Regions from separate parts of the Macaca mulatta genome. Here region 1 is linked to region 2. A link is a contact called in public Hi-C data. All regions are on one chromosome and are shown on one strand. The core of a region is the stretch at or near the end of the contact, and the rest is flanking DNA. Distances in the headings are between cores, read along the strand shown. Region 1 holds the start of CISD3 (CDGSH iron sulfur domain 3). Region 2 holds the start of EPOP (elongin BC and polycomb repressive complex 2 associated protein).

What was found. Hi-C and Micro-C count contacts between places; a contact is called where the count stands out from the background.
Region 1: a contact with region 2 is called in a Hi-C map of liver, with 3 times the contacts expected there. The contact joins the promoter of CISD3 here to the promoter of EPOP in region 2. A contact is called at or near these places in 6 of 14 Hi-C or Micro-C datasets (CD4 T cells, blood, cortical neurons and 3 more).

What each region holds. Positions count from the first base shown.
Region 1 is chr16:63,010,426-63,015,652 of T2T-MMU8v2.0, forward strand. CISD3 (CDGSH iron sulfur domain 3) reads left to right here and starts at 2,745. Exons shown (of 4, transcript XM_015119508.3): 1 at 2,745-3,002; 2 at 3,347-3,382; 3 at 3,926-4,045. The coding sequence starts at 2,955. MLLT6 (MLLT6, PHD finger containing) reads left to right here. Exons shown (of 20, transcript NM_001257665.1): 20 at 1-133. It also overlaps the pseudogene LOC114673242.
Region 2 is chr16:62,952,527-62,957,573 of T2T-MMU8v2.0, forward strand. It overlaps EPOP (elongin BC and polycomb repressive complex 2 associated protein), which reads right to left and starts at 3,391. Exons shown (of 1, transcript NM_001193705.1): 1 at 1,973-3,391. The coding sequence starts at 3,391. The coding sequence ends at 2,252.

The DNA.
Region 1 (5,227 bases), core at 1,495-3,994, 57 kb after region 2:
CTCACTCTTTATTAATGCTAAATATGTTAGAAGTGATAGAATTCAGCATTTTATTCATCTTAATCTATTAAGCTGTGTAACTCCCTGCCCCAAACCACTGAAAAGAAAAGTAACCTTCAGGCCAGGCCTGGTGGCTCATGCCTGTAATCCCAACACTTTGGGAGGCTGAGGCGGGCGGATCACCTAAGGTCAGGAGTTCAAGACTAGCCTGGCCAGGCCAACATGGTGACACCCCGTCTCTACTAAAAATACAAAGAAATTAGCTGGGTGTGGTGGCACACACCTGTAATCCCAGCTACTCGGGAGGCTGAGGCATGAGAATTGCTTGAACCCGGGAGGCTGAATCTGCAGTGAGCTGAGATCGTGTCACTGCACTCCAGCCTGGGCGACAGAGAGACTGTCTCAAAAAAGAAAAAAAAGTAACCTTCAGAGATTCTTAGAAGAGTTGCTCATTCACACCCACACCCTTGCCCAAGGCTGGCCCACTTAGAGCGAAACTTAACTTCTGTCTGGATGGGAAGGGAAGTAAATCTACCCTGAGGCTGCCATGTTGAAGAGTGAGAGGTCCAAGTGATTCTGTGCACTGAAACCAAGATACCCCACCCCCGCCCAATACTTCTTCCCTCCCTCAGCTCATCTCCAAGTGTCTGTTCTCCAACTCTCCCAAGCCGCTTGCATTCCCCAGACTGGGCTACTGTGGTTAGATTTGAAGACAGGGCCCAGGCTGGGTATGAATTGATGCAGCCCTCTTCTCTTTCCCCTGTCTCTCATGAGAGAGGTAGTGGCATTTCCTTCTTCTCAGGGAGCTTCAACGGGAAAGGTCTGGAAAGCTTCAGGAGGAGCAGAATACCAATGCAGGGGGATGGCTGTAACGATCTCACCCTCTCCTAACCTCAGTCCCTTTTACGAGAGTGAATTTGGATGGTGGAGGGTGGGAAGGGACCCAGATTTGTAGATCTCTTTGTCTGGGGGAGGGGAAGGATGTGGTTTGCAGAGCGGAAGCAGAGTTTGGAAACGCATGAGAGCAGAGCTTCGTGTGTTCCCACCCTCAGTGAGGAGGTGTGAGTGGGTGAGCATGTGGAGTCGGGTGTTCCCACCCTTGGTGAGGAGGTGTGAGTGGGGGTGCATACGGAGGCAGTGCCTGCTGTGGGGTCACAACTGGTGCATGCCAGCGCTGAAGGGACCTGTCTTTAGGGGTCATTTCAGCCAGCCCCTCCCATCACAGATGACAGCTCCAAGCCTAGAAGGGGCTCAGTGACAGGGCCAGGACCAGCCCTCAGGACTGTGGCCTCCTGGCCCTTGGTTCCCAGGGCATGGTCTCCACATGGCTGGCTGGCTTGCTGTCCCTGTGTGTGTGACACACAGTGTGAGTGCAGGGCTGTGCCTGGGGTGGGAGGGTGTCTATGTGGCACTGACTGTCTTAGCTCAGAGCTAGTGGATCCTCTCCATGGACAATGACACTTTAAGGATTGTCTTGGTTCGTTTTTCCTATTTGTGGGGCTTTTTCCCCCTCAGGCTCCTGGGTCTGCGCTGCCTCAAGGTGTCCTGACCTTGAGGCTGATGAGGGGACCCCTGCCCATTCCCCCCATACTGAGTTCTAGGGAGGTGCTCACCCCAGACTCTCAGGAAGGGTCTAGAGAAATGAGAGGAGCACAAGCTAGGGGCCAGCTCTGAGAAAGGGTAACCTCCACGCTTCTCTTTCCCAAATTGGAAATGAAGACAGGTTTTCAAAGGCACAGGCTTCCCCTGCCACCTTCTAGGATCTTCCTTGGTGTGCAGTGGGCCAGTTAGGGGTGGGCAGCTTGCACCCAGTTCTCCTTTATCTCAACTTATTTTCCTGGGGAGAGGTGCCTAGAGGGATTGAGGTAACTTCAACTGGGAATTCTGAGGAAGGTGGGCAAGTAGCCTTGGCTCTCTCCTGCCATGGCGACCCAGATTGAGAGTGTGTCTAGCTCCCGACCACTTTGTCTTGACCTACTGAAAAGTTGGGAACTGAGGGGTGCCTTCATTCCCCTTTGTTCACTTTCTCCAGCTCAACTTGGGACTGGGGTGGTGGGACTGGAGACCCCACCCCTGCTCCCATCCCGCCCCCTTTCTATCCCAGCCTGTTTCCATGTAGCAGACCCTTCCTAGGGAGCAGGGAGGGGAAGCCACAGATTGCAAACCCAGGGGCTCCTTTTTCATTCTTTCTAAAACCTTGATATCCTCAGCCCAAAGGCGATGCCCCCTGCCACCTCCAAGCCTGGAATTGTGCATAACCCGGATCTTGTATCTTTGTATAACGGATGTTATTTGTACGAAGGGCAGTTCGTAAACAGCACTTGTTCTTTTAATAAAAGAATGTTTTGCAAAAAAAAAAAAAAAAAAAAATCCGAAGAGTCCGTGCGTGGTCTGGCTTTATGGAAAGGGACAGGAGGTGGGTGCCAACTGCGGGAGGGTAGGAGGGCGTGGGCTGCGGCCCTTCTGTCGGCACTCAGCGGCAGAGCGCGCACAGACGCGAATGCTCAGCACACCCGGGCCCAGCCCGCAGGGTGCATCAATCCGTGGGCACCGGCCGTCGGGACCCTGACCCGTCCCGAGGTGACGCGACGCCCGCTACTCGCTCCCAGAAGCGCGGCTGAGGCTCGGCCAGCAACAGCGAATCCTGGGAAGGTCCCGTGCCCTCGCGGGTGCCCCAGGCGCTGAGGCTGTGCGCGGGGCGTTCCGCTGCCAGACCCGCCCGGCAGGGGGCGCCAGGGCCGACCGCTCACGCCCGGCGCGCCGAGGAGGCCGCTGGGCGGGCCCCGCGGCCAGGCTTCCGGACCCCGTCGGCCCCTGGCCTTAGCCCTCGCAGAACGCTGCGGCGTCTTCCGGGGCCTGGCGGGCCGGGGACCGAGGGGGCGGGGAGGTGACCCGGCGGGGGCGGGGGCGGAGCCGGCGCGGGCGGGGGCACAGGCGCGGCGCGGAAGGCGGCCATGCGCTGCGTGGGGGCGATCTTGCGGCCGGCGGCGCACGGCGCCTGGGTGAGCACCCCAGCCCCGCCCCGGCCCCCGCCCCGAACCCCACCTGGGTCCCTGCCAGCCCCCACTCCAGCCCCGGCCCCGACCGAGCATCCCGGAGCCCCCGGCCCGCCCCGCCGGTGTCTGGCTTGCCTCAGCTCACAGGCTTTTCCCTAGCGCCAGTTCCTCCCCAGCCAACACCTTCTCTTGCGACCTTTTTCTTACCCTCTCATTCCTCCCTCGCCCCTTCAACCCTGTCACCTCCTCCTTCCCAGATGGCCTCCCATGTCCTTCCCTTTCCACTGATTTTTTTTTTCCGTTTCCCAATCACTATCTTGTGATGCTTGCCATGCTTGCGTACTTTGCAGGACCTGAACCCGCGGCGGGACATCTCCTCCTGGCTGGTAAGTCCCCCCATCCTCCCCCGCGTCCTCACACAAGACCCCCAGGCACAGAGATCTAAAAGGCAGAGACAGGGTATGGAGCTAGGAGGGTACAGCCCTATTTCCCCAGACTCCCGGCACCTGGAGTTAGCCTGTGGCTCTCAGGGAGGTGGGGCAGACCAGAGGGCACTGGGCAGGGCGCCAGTCTTCAGTTCTGAGGACAGCAGCACCTAATGAACCAAGCCCGGTGTGGGTGGCCCTGCCACAGGCTGGAAGGATCCCGGCCCGCCCTCCCTAACACCCAGGTGGGAGCCAGCCTTTGAGGGAAGGCAGCTGGACCGTGAAACCTGAGCGCCTGCATGGCTTTGAAATCTCTTCACCATCCAAAGCTCACGGTCCTTATGGTGTCCTGGGAAACGGTCTTGTTGGGTGGCATCAGATCAGCCTCTTGTAGAGGAAACCTGCCACACACACAGGCCAGTGGGAAACTGGGAAAGGTCGCAGGCAGGAAGGTGCTTCCAGGGCTTGAGCTAACCCTGAGCCCCTCATCTTCCCTGGCCACAGGCCCGGTGGTTCCCTAGAACCCCAGCCAGGTCTGTGGTGGCCCTGAAGACCCCCATCAAGGTGGAGCTGGTGGCAGGGAAAACCTACAGGTGGTGTGTGTGTGGCCGCAGCAAGAAGCAGGTGAGACCCCTACCTGCCTTCCTACTGATACCTCTGGGAACAGCCTGGTGTCTCCAGTGAGTTCCCACCCAGATGATTTTAGTCTTCCCATACATACCTGAGGGACACCAAGGGGATTTGGGGACAAAAGGCCAGTGCCACCAGCAAGCTTAAGCTCACTGCATCTATCTCTTGCAATGAAGCCAGAGAGACAGAAACTCAGTCACGCAGCCAGTCTGATGTGGCCAGGCTTCCAGTGGCCTCTTCTGGAGCTGTTTGCTTCTCAGAGGTGCACTGCATGACGAAGCTCACCTGGCCCTTCCCTGTCTCCTTCCAGGAAGCACCTGGGCCATAGATTCCCAGGCCTTGAACCCCGAAAGCCTACAGCACCTGGTATTTCCTGGTGGTCTTCCATCCAAGTACTAACCAGGCCTGACCCTGCTTAGCTTCCGAGATCAGATGAGATTGGGCACGTTCAGGGTGGTATGGCCATAGACACATTGGGAAGAGATTCTGCTCAGGCTCTCCTGCCTCCAAAGCCTCCCAGCCTTCCCCCGTGCCGCTCTCCACTCTTCTTCCAGAAAACTCTTCCTTCTTAGTTTATGGGACGTCCTGGCTGCCTGCCACAGTTTGCTGTCTTCTCAGCTTCGCTGCCTGCCCCACCTGCTTCCCCTTCTGCCCAGGAACCTTTCATCCCAGCAGGAACCTGCCCATATTGTTTGCCTCCCTGGCCCCTTTCCTTCCTGAGCAGAGCTCTGACTGGTGTTCCTTCAAGCTGTGTGGCATGGTGTCAGCAGCCCAGGGTCCCTGAGTCCCACTTAGGTCCACACACCTCAAGCCCTCTAAGACAAGTTGCTGGTTTCTATTTGCACGCTTCTTTCACCTCTCTTCCATCCCACCCTAACTCCAATGTCAAGAGGCCTTGGTTCACAGGCGAGGTGGCTCACCTGTAATCCCAGCACTTTGGGAGGCCAAGGCAGGAGGATCTTTTGAGCCCAGAAGTTCAAGAACAGTCTGGGCAACAAAGTTGAGACCCCGCTTCTACAAATGCCTCTACCCCTACCAAAAACTAGCATGGAGTTGGGCCTGTGTTCCCAGCCATAATGGAGGCTGAGGAAGGAGGACCACTTGAGCCCAGGAAGTTGAGGCTACAGTGAGCCGTGTTTGGATCACTGCACTCCAGCCTGGGCAACAGAGTGAGAC
Region 2 (5,047 bases), core at 2,141-4,640:
TGGTAACCCTTTCACTTGCAGGGTGGAGGTGGGGGAGTAAAGGTGGGGGTAGGGGAGTAAGGGTGGGGGCAGGTGGTGCAGGGATGAAAGAAGCTAAATTGACAGCATCTCCCCCTGCCCCGGAGGAGGAAAGTCCAAAAAGAGTATTTCATGCCCACCAGCCCTTCCTCCTTCACCCTGAGCTCACGCCATCGTCCCGTGCCCGGCTCCAGGCAGGCGGGTGGGGCCCACACTGACCCAGAGCGCATTACTAAAACCAAGGGGCCTTTGAAAACCAGGGAGTCTGCTTTCCAGACTTCTCCTAACAGCTCCCCTCTTCACGGCGATTCTCTCCCCACCCCTCGTGTCTGCCTTCTTCCCGTTCTCCATTCTTTGGGGGGCAAAATAAGATGGAGACCCCCGAAGCACAGGGTGGAAGGCACTCGCCCACCCCTCCTTCCTCCTCCCACAACACAGCTGGAGGGGGAGGGGAGGTCAGCAGGGTTCACAGAGGCCAGATGTTAAGGAAAAAGAGAGAAGTGCCCACCCCACGCCCACCCACCCCACCCCCACCCTCACCCCCAGGGAAAGAAAAATGAAAGGAGACAGTTTTTAAAACAAACAAAACTTTTATGGTCCAAAACAGTTTTTCTCAAGAATCTGCTCTATGCAAACAGTAACAACTTTTTACAAAGCATTTTCACAGAAAAGGAGACAAGTCCTTCCCCAGCGTGGGAACTGTTCCTCTCTCACCTCGTTTTCGGGGGGAAGAGGGGGCGCTATTCACTAGTGCGGGGCAGAAGGGGCACTGGGTCCCTCAGTTGTTCGGCAGATTTAAAAGCCCCAGCTTCCCTTCACACCTCAACTTGCCATCTGCCTAAGACCTAACCTCCCCTGACCTCACCTGGGTGGAGGAGAAAACGCTTCCAACCCTCTCTGACTCAAGATCCTCCTAGCTGGAGGGTATGGCAGAGGGCGTGATCCAGGCCTATCTCACCCCTCCCCTGGAAAACAGAACCTCTGACCCCAAACCTAATCCCCGGCCCTGCCCCCTTCGGATCCATCAGATCTCTGACAACTCCCGCAATGCCTGAGGCTGGGACATGTTGCGGGGGAAGCTTAAGGTACCTCAGCGCAGATCCCATCCAGACTCAAACTTTGTCCTTTCAAACCCCAGGGGACTCTTGCAGTTAGGCCAAGAGTCCTTTCATTTACCACCTCTGCAAAGTGCAGCTTGTTTTGTTTCCACTCTTTAAGGGGGCTGAGTTTGGGTGTCCAAGAATGGACTCGGGCCTGCCTTCCACCTCCACCTCCTCTCATCCATAAATCGGTGGAGGCCCTCGAAAGGCGACTTGTTTGGTCTGATTTTATTGATTTCTTCCACCTTCTATTACTTTCCCTGGGACAGTGTCTTGCCCCTTCCCCAGGCAAAGTAAGCACTTTTCTGGAGAGGAGGTCCCTCAGCCCTACCCGTCCTAAGGAAAGTAAGTTGGGGGAGAGGGCTGATTAATCAAGGTTGGGGGGAATCTTTCTCACCGGCCAGACCTTACACTCGGAAAGCAAACAGGGAAAAAGATGGGAACTCCAAAACTGGACAAAAGGGAAAGGTCGGCGGCTGAGACTGAAGATCTCACCAATTAGGGGTCACCTGCACTTGAGGGGGCCTAGAAAGGGGACAGGAAGGGGGTGATCTACCTCTTACCCAAGCTCCCTCACCCATTGAAGGCTCCAACGGTGCTTGGAGCGTTAGGGAAGGCCTGAGGGGAGCAAAGGGTTAAAGGCCTGGACAGTGGGGGTGGGGGATGCCCCCAGGGAGCTGCCAATCATCTCCCCACCCCCACCGCAGCCCCCGCACCCCAGGCTCGCCCACAAACACAGTAACAACCGTTTTGTCCATCACCGAGGTCTCTCTCCTCTTTTTTTGGGGGGGTGGGGGCTGTCTTTGAGCGGTGGCCTCCTTTGCTCCCACTGGGGTGCAGGCCCTGCCTCCAACGGTCCGAGATGGAAGGGGGCAGGGATTGGAATCTATGTCATCAGCCTTTCTTGCTTAAGCCTTCTCCCGACTCCAGCCCTGGGTTTCTTTGCAAAGGATGAGGGGGAGGGACTGTCACCCCGAACACTTAGGTGCTTGAAGATCACTGTCATTTAGGTTCCTCTGCCCACAGCTCCTAAAATGTAAAGGAAGGGGACAAATGTGAGAAACGGGGCTCTCTCCTCAAGCCCGCGGTTTGGCCATGGTCCCAACTTTTCCCCTTTGGCAGAAGTCCCACGGTCAGCTTTCATCCATGTTGATCCCCCAGAATTTGAGGCCAGGGGGCTCAGGGACAGCGGGACCCCCCATCTGCCACCTCCACAGCGGGTGGGCGGGCGGGGGCTTAGAGTCTCCCTGGAGGCGAAGCGAGGATGCCGGCTTTAGGTCTCCGTCTTCCCCGACCACCAGGGCCGGGGGGCAGGGGAAGCAGTTGAGGAGGCTGAAGGTGCTCGTGGTGGGGAGCGTCGGTGCAGGGCGGCGGGGCTGCGCGGTGCGCGCAGGGGGCGCCGGCCGCCGGCGTTTCTTGGCGGCTCCCCGAGCCGACCCTTTCGCAGGCGGCCGCTCTGGCCCCCGGCGCAAACTCGGGGTATCCAAGGCGAAGCCCTTCGCGTAACACCAAAGTTTCGATCGGCGGATCAGACGATCGAAATGTTCCTGGCGGAGATCTCCAGGTGCGGCCGGAGCCGGGCTGGCCGTCGAGGGGCTGGCCGCTGGAGCCTCGGGGGCGGCCGGCTGGGGGTTTCCATCGACTTCGGCAGGCTGGCCGGGCAGGAATGGCCCCGGCGCCGCCCCGGGACCCGCGGGATCGGTGGAGAGGCCCGCAGGTGGCGACGGAGGTTGGGAACTGGGCTCATGAGGCGGGCTGGCGGCTGGGCCACGCTGAGGCTCGAGACCCGGGGCCGGGAGAGGCAGGGCCGAGGCGAAGCCGGTCGTAGATTCCCGAGGGCGCGGGGGCGCTGGGCAGCGGCCCGGAGGTGCACAGGAGCGAACGCCGAAGTGCGGGAAACCGCCTCCGCCCTCTTCCTCTTCTCCGCGGCGGGGGCACGCTGCAACGTCCGCATCCTCGCTGGACGCGGTGTTAGGAACGCTGGGCCGCCCGGTCGGTGCCCAGAGGTGCTTCAGGCCATCCGGGGCCCAGCCGCCAGGGCGCAGGGGGGCGTGAGGGCCCCGCAGCACGGGAGACCGCGCCGCCAGCTCCCCAGGCCCCGGGCCCAGAGAGGACGCCCGGGGCTTGGCAAGGGCGCAGAAGGCGAGGGCACGCAGGCACAGCGGAGAGAATTCCTGGGTCCCCCGACACGGCTTCCGGGGCGTGGGAGAGCAGGGCGACCCTCGCGGGGACGCCGGCACTGCCAGGCGGGGTGCGGGGCAGAGGGTCTCCATGGAGCAGCCTGAGGGGTGCCCACTGAGGGGGTCCAGGTCCCAGCGGCGGGATGCCCTGGCTGCCCGAAGAGCCCACGGGCGAGGGGAACATCGCCCCCCGTCGACGGGGAGGTCTCTGCTCACGGGCGCCCCCGGCCCGCTACCCAGGGCCGCAGAGCTCGGGCTCCCTCTTCGCTCTCCTCACGCGGCCCTCCCGGCAGCCGGACTCCTGGGTCCCTGTGAGTCCCAGCGGGGTCGGCCGCCCTTCTGCCGCCGCGTCCCCTTCGCAGCCCCGGCGGGAGACCCTCTCGAGTCGCCCGAAGCGCAGAGGCAGGGGAAACAAAGCGGCCTGCGGCCGCGGGAGGCGGGAAGGACCCCGGGCCCGGCACCCGGTGCCCGGGCCCAGGCGGCGGGGAGGGCGCCTTCCGCCTGCTCGGTTTCTTTCTTCCCCGCTGGCTCCCGGAGACCGCGTTATAGAGAACTGCCCCCTCGCTGCCCCAATACCAGCGCCGGGGCCGCGAGCCCGCCGCTGATTGGGCCGCACCGCCCGTGACGTTAGCCCGGACCCCACCCCTCCGGCGGCGCCGCCCCCGTCCCCATTCCGCACACAGACACACACACGTGGACCCGGCGCGGCGGCGGCTGGGAGGGAGCGCGGGAGGGAGCGTGCGCGGGTGGGATCGCTAGGGGCCAGATGCGCCGCCGCACGTGGCCCAGTGGCGTCCTGGGATTTCGTCGTCGGAAAGCAACTTGTTTTTTCCCGAGCAGTCTGGGTTTTGCATCTGTAAAATGGGACGCTTCATATCTGCCCTCTTGGGACTAAAAGAGCTATGTGAATCAACGTAGATGAATATCAGAAATAATGTTTAGGGGAAAGATGAAATGAGGCAATGGTTGTTTACAAGCTTTGCACAGCAGGGATTCTAGCGGGCCGTGAATGGCCCTTAAAACAGTACGTGGCACACAGCAGGCTCAAAAAATGCTGTAATGTATAAGTAGTTAAGAACTCAGTAGTTATATGCAAGATGAACAAAGAAAAAAATAAATTTGGAAGGGTGGGAGTGTTATTACACCCATGGAAGCCGATAAATAGGCTGTCTCAGTACCTATTTCCATTTCTCTGATGCAGTATCTAAATACTCCGCCTCAACTAAATTCAGAGTGCTGGCTCTGCAACCCCTGACCCCCAATCCCAGGATGCTCCGCTCTGAGGCTTGATCTGCCAAACAGGTTGAAGAGGCCACAGGAGGGCACGCACAGACCCTCACTCTCATATCCCCCAAGGAAAATAAAGAAAAAGTGAATTTCGGCCGGGCGCGGTGGCTCACGCCTGTAATCCCAGCACTTTGGGAGGCCGAGGCGGGCGGATCACAAGGTCAGGAGATCGAGACCACGGTGAAACCCCGTCTCTACTAAAAATACAAAAAATTAGCCGGGCGCGGTTGTGGGCGCCTGTAGTCCCAGCTACTCGGGAGGCTGAGGCAGGAGAATGGCGTGAACCCGGGAGGCGGAGCTTGCAGTGAGCCGAGATCGCGCCACTGCACTCCAGCCTGGGCGACAGAGCGAGACTCCGTCTCAAAAAAAAAAAAGAAAGAAAAGAAAAAGTGAATTTCCAGTACAAATTCTGCAGCACACACGCCCACCCTGTTCTATCCCCTTAACCTTCTTTAGTTTCTG